Regions from separate parts of the Pan troglodytes genome. Here region 1 is linked to region 2. A link is a contact called in public Hi-C data. All regions are on one chromosome and are shown on one strand. Each heading gives the region's core, a stretch centred on a gene start, on an enhancer-like site or on the middle of the called end of the contact. The rest is flanking DNA. Distances are from core to core; before and after follow the strand shown. Region 1 holds the start of MARCHF7 (membrane associated ring-CH-type finger 7). Region 2 overlaps TANC1 (tetratricopeptide repeat, ankyrin repeat and coiled-coil containing 1).

Region 1 (4,362 bases), core at 719-3,218, 590 kb before region 2:
TCCAAGATTAAGCACCCCTCCCCTATGCTCCCACAGAACCACTGTACAGTCATATTAAGATAATAATAGTTGTTTATACATTAGTCTGATGACTAAACAGTGAGTTGTGGAGGGCAGATACCATGTCAAGCTCATTCTTGTAATGTGAAGCTCTCCATAATTTGTAATTTGACTACAACAAATTACAAATTATCTAAAAAAGTTTTAAGATATTTGACAGATTTTGCATTATAAAATTATTTTCCTACAATAAAATGTCAAAATGTAGACGATTCTTGAACATAGAGCAGATAAAAGAGTTGTGTAAGGTGGGTATGGAGCGGACTAAAAATTGGCTACATGAGAGTCATGGATGACTTTTGTGTCCAAGTTCGTTACCTGACACCTTCATGTAGAACATAACCTGGGCATCCTCGTGCTTTATCTGGGAAAATAGCCCTCTTCCAGGTGGCAGAAAAAAGAAATCATTTGTACTTGAATAAGTAGGAATTCTTAATTCAAGACACCTGACCCAGCATTAAACTTGGAAAAAAACCAAGACTAGTATTATGTCCCCCAGTGACTGCTTCACACACCACCTCAGCAAATTTAATCCTCTCTAGAAATTAACTGCCATGTTTCTGAGACAATCTCGTGAACTTAAATAACTATGGCAAAAATCAAGACTCAAACCCAGGTCTTCTGAGTCTGATGCTACTGCCTCATGCACCAGTCCTGTCTCCCAAAATGCTGTAGAGCTGTTAAATAAAAATATTATACTGACCTCATTTCTCAAACAAACTTTTTGCTACCTCAAGTAAAAGATCTAGTTACACTACGTGTGTGCCTTCTTAATAACTGTACACTATTGGATTTTTAAATCGAAAATTCATCTTTAATCCTACATCTTGGTTCTGGACAGAAAGGTGGAGATTTAAAATAACATGTAATCAGAAAAACAGCTAATCAATCCTACAAAATGGGGGAAAAAACCTCGCCAAATTCAGTTTTCACACATTTAACTAATAGTAACAAACAACTTCAGTCGTGACGAATTTATTACCCAGATAGAGACTTTCCCAATATATTTACTTTGGTACTTGAGAAAAAGTATTAAGTGCAGCATTTTGGGGTGAGGGGGTGGACACACTCATCTTCAATACGCAGTTTCACCAAAATGAGGGAGTTTCCTACTCCCGGCGCCTTCCATATTTTTACTTCTTAGGCCAACAGGTCCATTTTTAATACAATCACCTACTTCGAGTTGCAGAACCCACAATTCACCACAACACAAAAATAACTCTCAGGGCGTCACGATATTCAAAAACTGACGTTACCAATAAGACAATCTTGGCCGAATCTAAGGGGCTACCGAAGTCACTTCGACTCGAGGCCGGGCTGGCCGAGCCGGAGCCCTGCCCGCCTTTGCCCCGCGCTCACCGGCGAGCTCACGCGCGACACCCGCGGCCCGCAGGGCTCCGAAGACCCCCCGCCCCACGGCCCAAGAGGAGGCCGCCCCGCGCCAAAGGAGGGCTCAGGCCTCTTCCCGTCACCCGCCACACGTCCCTGAGGAAGACACACAATCTGTCCCCTGCACCCGCCACAAACTCCACCACCCGACAAAAGGCCCCTGGCAAGGGAGGCCTGCGCTGTGGCCCCTTGGCCCCGGTGGCCCCGGACCAAGCTTCTCCACCTCATCCTGAGAGGAAGCGGCCTCCGCGGCCCCAGGCCTCTTCGTTTCCTCCCCTCCCCCACTCGCGGCCTGGTCCCGAACTAGCTCCCAAGACGGAGAAGAACTAGCTCCGCAGCTCATTACCCCGGCTCCTGAGCCGGCACTGACCAGTGCGCGTCCCACTCGCAGCAACACGCACCGCCGCCTTTCTCCTTGGAGTTCTAGGCCCGTGACTGAGGAAATGCAGTCGGCAGCGAAGCACAATGGCGCCCGCCCCTCTCCCGGATCCGGCGCAGAACCAGCCACCACCGTTAAGTGCCCCTCCCTGCTACTCCTCCCCCCACTTCGCGGACTTCCTGGCTTCTCGCGAGAGTGGCGGCGCGGCGGGGACCGAGAGCTGCGGACGGGCTGGAGGTACCCCACCGCGGGGTGGTGCTCTGACTGCGGGAACCGTTGAAGAGCTGCCCCCGGGGAGTCAGCGAGGCGCCACTGGTAAGCGGCAGCGGCTGGCTGGCCGGCGTGCCGGCAGCTGGGCTGGCGAGTGTGCGGGCGCCGGGCGCTGGAGGCCCGGCCCGGGGTGGCGGTCCCCGCCCGTCTATAGTCTCTGAGCCAGCCCCTTCCCTCCCGGGCTCCGGGTCCCCGCCCACAGGCCCACCTGCAGGGCCCCGTGCTCGAAATAACGCCCAGCTGGTTGGCTTTTTTTTTTTTTTTTTTTTTTTTTTCTTTTTCTGGCTCTTGGTAAGTGGCGCAGTGAATGTTGAATTGAATCAAGCACTGCCTTTTCCGACCTACCCCTCCCCGCTTGCTTCCCTGCCCGCCCTGTGTGATCTAACTGCAAGCCCTTTCCCTTAAGAGTTGGAGCCTGTTTGTCCAACATTGTGATCATTTCCTTGTGGTAAGAATCTTGGTAAATGATGGTGATCATGTCTTTTAAAATCGTGATAGTAACCTTTAATAGCGTAGCCATCGATTTTGCAGTAAACAAATTCACCTATTTAGAAAGAGGGAGGAAAATTGTGAGGTGAATGGTCTGGTGAATATTAGATGAAACTTTCAAAGAACTGTAAATGTGGCAAACTAAGATGTAAATGAGTACTAATAAATAAAAGGGAGTAGGTTAGGGAAAAGCTACATCTAACTATGTGGAAATATTTAGATGATATGTTGATTTGGAATAATGAATCAAAAGTTTTTTAATGGAAAAGATCAGTTATTGAAACTTGGAAAAATACTGAAAGGCACTTGATTTTTTTTAATGACCTATTTTGTTAAGGTATTAAAAGCAATCCTTTGGATCCAAATAATTCCAATAAGTGAAACACAGTGTTTCTACGTGTTTGTCATTACATCGGAAGGGAATGGAGTATCAGTCACTATCATCCTTATTTTATTGTCTTGGGGACTAACAGACTGTACATGTTTCACTATGATAAATTCTAAAATACTATAAATTTTAAAGACTTAAAGGTATTTTAAGTTGGCATGTAAGTGCCAATCTAACTTTTAGGATATGAAATGAAAATAAGCATCTGGTATGGGATAAAGTGAACAGAGATTACTTTTGAGGAAATTAATTTGCCCTTTAAAGAAAAATAATTCTTTTCCAGCCTGTTCGAGTGCCCCTGCAGCATTGTGGTTATAGATACACGGATGTATACACCCTGAAGAACCAGACTATATGGCTTCAAATTCCACCCCTGCCTCTTACTACTTTTGTTATCTCAAGCAATTCCTTAACCTTGCTAAACCTAGGTTTCCTGTAAAACGGGGTTAATAACAGTACTCATGCCCTGTAGCGTTGTTTAGATGAGATAACGCGTCAGTTCCTGAAACAAGTAAGCATTCCGTAATTGTTAGCTATTACATTCCATGTCTAAACCACCAATAATATTGTTTCTTTCTGTGACTTAATATTACATAGGTCTCTTAGACATCTTCTCAAGATTATGCTAAGAGAAATGACTGCACCCTTTTCCTGAGCTATGGCAGTCAGACCTGGCAGTGGTAACTACTCTACAGAACTCCCAAACCTGGCAAGGATGCTGCAGATTTTGGCAGATTATGGCTTTGTCCCCACCCAGCACTGATGATATTATGAAGTGAGTATGACACCAATTTCCTATGCTAAACAGAGCTTCTAGTTTTTTATTGGTGCTAGTAAATAAAGACCACTGATGAATATGTTTTTATTATTTAAGAATGGTTCGTTGTGTTTCTTTTTAATGTACTCTCTGATTTTAGTATTCAGGTAATTATCATGAGTGATAAATAATTATTGAGATTTTGCTATGCTGCAGACATTTTGCAGCCGGGCACCGTGGCTCACGCCTGTAATCCCAGCACTTTGGGAGGCCAAGGTGGGTGGATCACGAGGTCAGGAGATCGAGACCATCCTGGCTAACACAGTGAAACCCTGTCTCTACTAAAAGTACAAAAAATTAGCCGGGCGTGGTGGCAGGCGCCTGTAGTCCCTGCTACTTGGGAGGCTGAGGCAGAAGAATCACTTGAACCCAGGAGGCAGAAGTTGAAGTGAGCCAAGATCATGCCACTGCACTCCAGCCTGGGCAACAGAGTGAAACTCCATCTCAAAAAAAAAAAAAAAGACATTTTGCTAGGAATTGTGGATGTGAATAGGTAAAACATGGTCATGGAAAATGACCATAGTTTCTTAACTAAAAATCGTCACAAAGTGATTTGACAGGCAAGTGTTT
Region 2 (4,163 bases), core at 1,203-3,702:
AAAGCTTAAGTGATGATGCTGATATTAAACCCTAAAAATGAGGGTTTGCCCATCATGTATCTGTACACACCTGGGTTAACACTCAAACTCAATTAGTTTTAGTTGGCTCTATCATTTCCTTTGGGTTCAGTGATCTGGATAAAATTTACACTTTGACAGGGCAGACTTAATTAACCCCATTGAAATTTAAGGGACTCCATGGGGATTACAAAACATACCATTCTATACTAATTGTCCTGTTCGACTTTGTTAGGCAGCCACCTCTCCTCATCAACCAAGAGAAAGCTCACCCTGCTGCGGCATCCACCAACATCATGGCTATCTTCAGGCAAGACCATGCACCCACAGACGTGAACTACACCTGCTCCCGAGACACTTAACAAAAATGAAAACATACCCTGCTTCTTAATTTCAGGCGAAACCGAAATGTCTGGTCCTGTATTTGTAGCCCATAGATCTCATAACTTTGGTCCCCATGGAGACTAAAGATGCCGAATCAGAAAGCTCAGGTCTCACGAGTGAGCACACATGCAAACTTCAGGCTACTCCGCAAGACCAATTGCTGCATTTGAAATTTAGCTCAGCCCACAGCCAAGCATAAGAACACTTCCATTCGTCAAGAAAGGTGGCCAATTCTGCTTTGAGCAAGGGAGAAAAGTTAACAATAGGAACTATTTATAACCTTTCATTGCCTAATAAAAATCCAAATTTTCTACCCCCACTCCCACACCAGGAGGAGGAGGTCCCAATCCCTGTACACAACCTTAACGATACTCCCAGCCAGGGAGGAAGAGGTTACATAATGAGCCTAGGCCAGCCAAAATGCCAGGGGCATAATTGACCAGGGCTACAAAGGCTTTGGTGGGTGGGGAAGAAGGGAAGAGGTAGGTAGCAGGCTTAATCTGAGCCAGGCAGACAGCTTAGACATTTGATGACTGATATTCACTACAGAGAGAGAGATTTTACTTTCCTTTCAGGACACCGAGGAGAGAGAGAACAGACTGCCTGCCCACGTGAACGCACAATCAAGAGAGGCCTCATGTACCAGCAGTTGGCTATCCTAACCAGACACCACAGTGGAATCTCCACCTTCACCAGCAACATTCGGTGTGCACAAATCCTCAGCTCAAAACTTCTTCCCTCAACCACACAATGAGTGCCTGGACAGAAAGGAAAAGGGTGGCATTTCTCATGCCAAGACACCTGCAATAGCACCTCTTGCCTGCCCAGAGTGCCCAGTGCCTGGCCCCATCTTTTCCCCATGTCCCAAACTCCCCTTCCCTTCCCAGTTTTCAGCTTTTGCTGATCCTTCCTCACAGCTCATTTTTAGCTGTATTTTTACCACCACTCCAGTATATTGTCTTCCCATGTCCTACTTATTACCCACTCCCTGCCATACAGCATCAGCAACACAAAAGGCACACACAGGTTAGGACATAAAGGGTGTGTATCTCCCACCACCCACAATTAGGCAGAGGAAGGTGCCAGATATGCCAAAGTAAAAATATGGTTGAGTTCTCTTTCAGCATTGCTACATAAACTTTTGTCCACACTGAGGATAAAGCAAGCCCCTTTACATACAGCAAGATTCCTAGTCCCATGTTTCTGCAGAAAAACAGGGTGGAAATTCAAAACACCCAAATTAAAGGCAAGAGAGATGTGAGTTGGGGACTCCCCAGAAAGGAACAAACAGGAAAATTCTTGAATTGATTTTTTAAAATAAACAACTATGAATATATCTGTTAAACGCTGCAAATTTGTAATGTCACACATATTTCCAGGTATAAAATATATATACATATAAAATGTCTTTAAAAATATTTCCATCAATTTGTTTTTTTTTTTTTTTTGCTCCTACTTCAACAGCCCCTAAAGAAAAACTTCAGATGTTAAAAAAAGCAGCCTTCAAAAGACATCAAATGCTTTTTTTAAAGCTAGCAATTACATGCTTTGTCCAGTTAAGGTTTCAGCTTTTCAGCCAAAGCCTGTTGTTGAATTTTCTCAAGCAGTAGAATATTAAAAACAAAACAAAATCTTGGAAGCAATCTATTGGGTGACGCTTCCTATCCTCCAAGATCTGGTAGGTCAAAATTCAGAGGAAATAGGACTCAATCCTTAAATAATGCATATGTACCCACTTAACTATTTATACGCCAGGTATACAATTTCCAAGAATTTCCGTTAGCCAAACAGATCTCTGTAACTGCTGGAGGGGAAAATACCTCCCAAATACATTCTCAGCAAAGCAGTACTGCAAGGACACTCAAGTTTCATTCAGAAATGAAGTGTCATTGTATAAAATCTTTGGTAGAGGGGGAAGGAAATCACTGAAAACATTCTTACCATGCTCATCAGGCTCTGTTGGCTTGGATACTTCTCTGAATGGCATTATAACTGCATCTCCAGGCACTCTGGGGCTTTCCACATACTTGGGCTTCCTGACGGGACCTGTAGTGGGAAAGATCTGAGTGTGGCTAATTTTTTCCAGATGAAAACAAAGCCTTGGAATGTACAGTGTGTGTCCTTACCAGGACCCAAATATGCCTAGAGGAAGAGCCAGTGCCTTCCCCTCCCTTAAACACGCGCGCACACACACACACACACACACACACAATTTCAGTACAGACGAGGGAACGTCCAGTCTGGCCTGCCAAAGAAGAAAAGAGTAAGCTCAGATTTGAGAATGTAAACCCTAACAAAAACAAAAGCTGCTCTCTTGCTGTGAAGTCGCTACAGCTGTCTTCACTGGTCAAGTGGGTGATTTTGACATGTTCAAACCTGGACTGCTTTGTGATGAAGGGTTTGATTTTCCTCTAACTAGGACAAGGATGGGACAAAGATGATTTGGTAGCTTGGTATCTCTAAAGTCAGGGGGCAAGGATTACAAACAGCCGGCCTGTAACAGCAACACAGTCTGCGCACCAGCCACAAGAACGCAGGCATCTTATCTGGCTGGTGACGCACAGTAACTGTGCGGGGCACAGCAGCCAGCAAGCGGGTCAGACATAGGAGAGACCAACAGGCTTATCTCCTACCTCCTGTTCCCACAGCCCCTGCTTATTATCAGAAAATCCGGAATTCTTCGTAAGACTGGACGGAACCCTCACATACAATGATGCAGCCGTTTTGGAAAACAGTTTGGCAGTCGTTCAAAAGGTTAAGTGCAGAGTTACTACATGGTCCTGCAGTTCTACTCCTATGGGAATATATGTTCACACAAAAACTTGTACACAAATGCTCATAGTAACGCCATTTGTACTAGCTAAAGGTATGTCAAATGACAACAACAAAATGTTCTTTGCCCACACAATGGAATATTATTGGGCAGTAGAAAGGAATGAAGTATCGATTCATGCTACAACATGGATGAAGCTTGAAAACATTCTGCTAAGTGAAAGAAGCCAGTCACAAAGGATCTACATGATTCCATTCATATGTCATGCCCAGAATAGCCAAATCTTTCAGAAAGTATAAATGGTTGCCAGGGGCTGGGGGTTATGCAGGCTATGCAGGCCTGTGGGGTAATGGTAAGGGATATGTGACTTCTTTCTAGGGTGACCAGATGTTCTAAAATTAGGTTGTAGGGATGGTTGTACAACTCTATGAATATATTTAAAATTAGTCTATTGTATGCTTTAAATGGGTGAACTGTATGGATGTGTATTATACCTAAACAAAACTGCTTAAAAAAAATTAAAAGGCTAGGCGCGGTGGCTCACACCTGTAATTCTTGCACTTAGGCCAACACAGAAGGATCACTTGAGCCCAGGAGTTTGAGACAAGCCTGGGCAACACAGTGAAGACCTGGTCTCTATACAAAAATAATAACAAAGAGGCCAGGCACGGTGGCTCATGCCTGTAATCCCAGCACATTGGGAGGCCGAGGCGGGTGGATCATGAGGTCAGGAGTTCGAGACCAGCCTGGCCAAGATGGTGAAACCCCATCTCAACTAAAAAAAATACAAAAATTAGCCAGGCGCGGTAGTGGGTGCCTGTAATCTCAGCTACTCAGGAGGCTGAGGCAGGAGAATCGCTTGAACCCAGGAGGTGGAGTCTGCAGTGAGCTGAGATCACGCCACTGCACTCTAGCCTGGGCGACAGAGCAAGACTCCGTCTCAAAAAATAAATAAATAAAAATAAACAAAGTTAGCTGGGTGCAGTGA

What was found. A called contact is a pair of places that touch in the nucleus more often than the background predicts.
Region 1: a Hi-C map of stem cell-derived neural progenitor cells shows a contact between it and region 2, with 4 times the contacts expected there. The contact joins the promoter of MARCHF7 here to the enhancer-like site in region 2. A contact is called at or near these places in 1 of 7 Hi-C or Micro-C datasets (stem cell-derived neural progenitor cells) and 1 of 1 datasets of contacts at active chromatin or transcription factors (stem cell-derived excitatory neurons).

The regions. Positions count from the first base shown.
Region 1 is chr13:61,760,051-61,764,412 of NHGRI_mPanTro3-v2.0_pri, reverse strand. It overlaps MARCHF7 (membrane associated ring-CH-type finger 7), which reads right to left and starts at 1,968. Exons shown (of 10, transcript NM_001280320.1): 1 at 1,851-1,968. It overlaps BAZ2B (bromodomain adjacent to zinc finger domain 2B), which reads left to right and starts at 2,020. Exons shown (of 40, transcript NM_001428164.1): 1 at 2,020-2,143; 2 at 3,573-3,750.
Region 2 is chr13:61,169,185-61,173,347 of NHGRI_mPanTro3-v2.0_pri, reverse strand. TANC1 (tetratricopeptide repeat, ankyrin repeat and coiled-coil containing 1) reads right to left here. Exons shown (of 29, transcript XR_010150111.1): 6 at 2,344-2,448. Among named protein-coding and RNA genes, the nearest start is that of WDSUB1, 150 kb to the left of the region's middle. Within about 2 kb of position 2,452, at least 5 of the 24 cell types and tissues checked have an H3K27ac peak or open chromatin away from gene starts, as enhancers often do. A contact at or near this core is called in stem cell-derived neural progenitor cells, where this site is marked.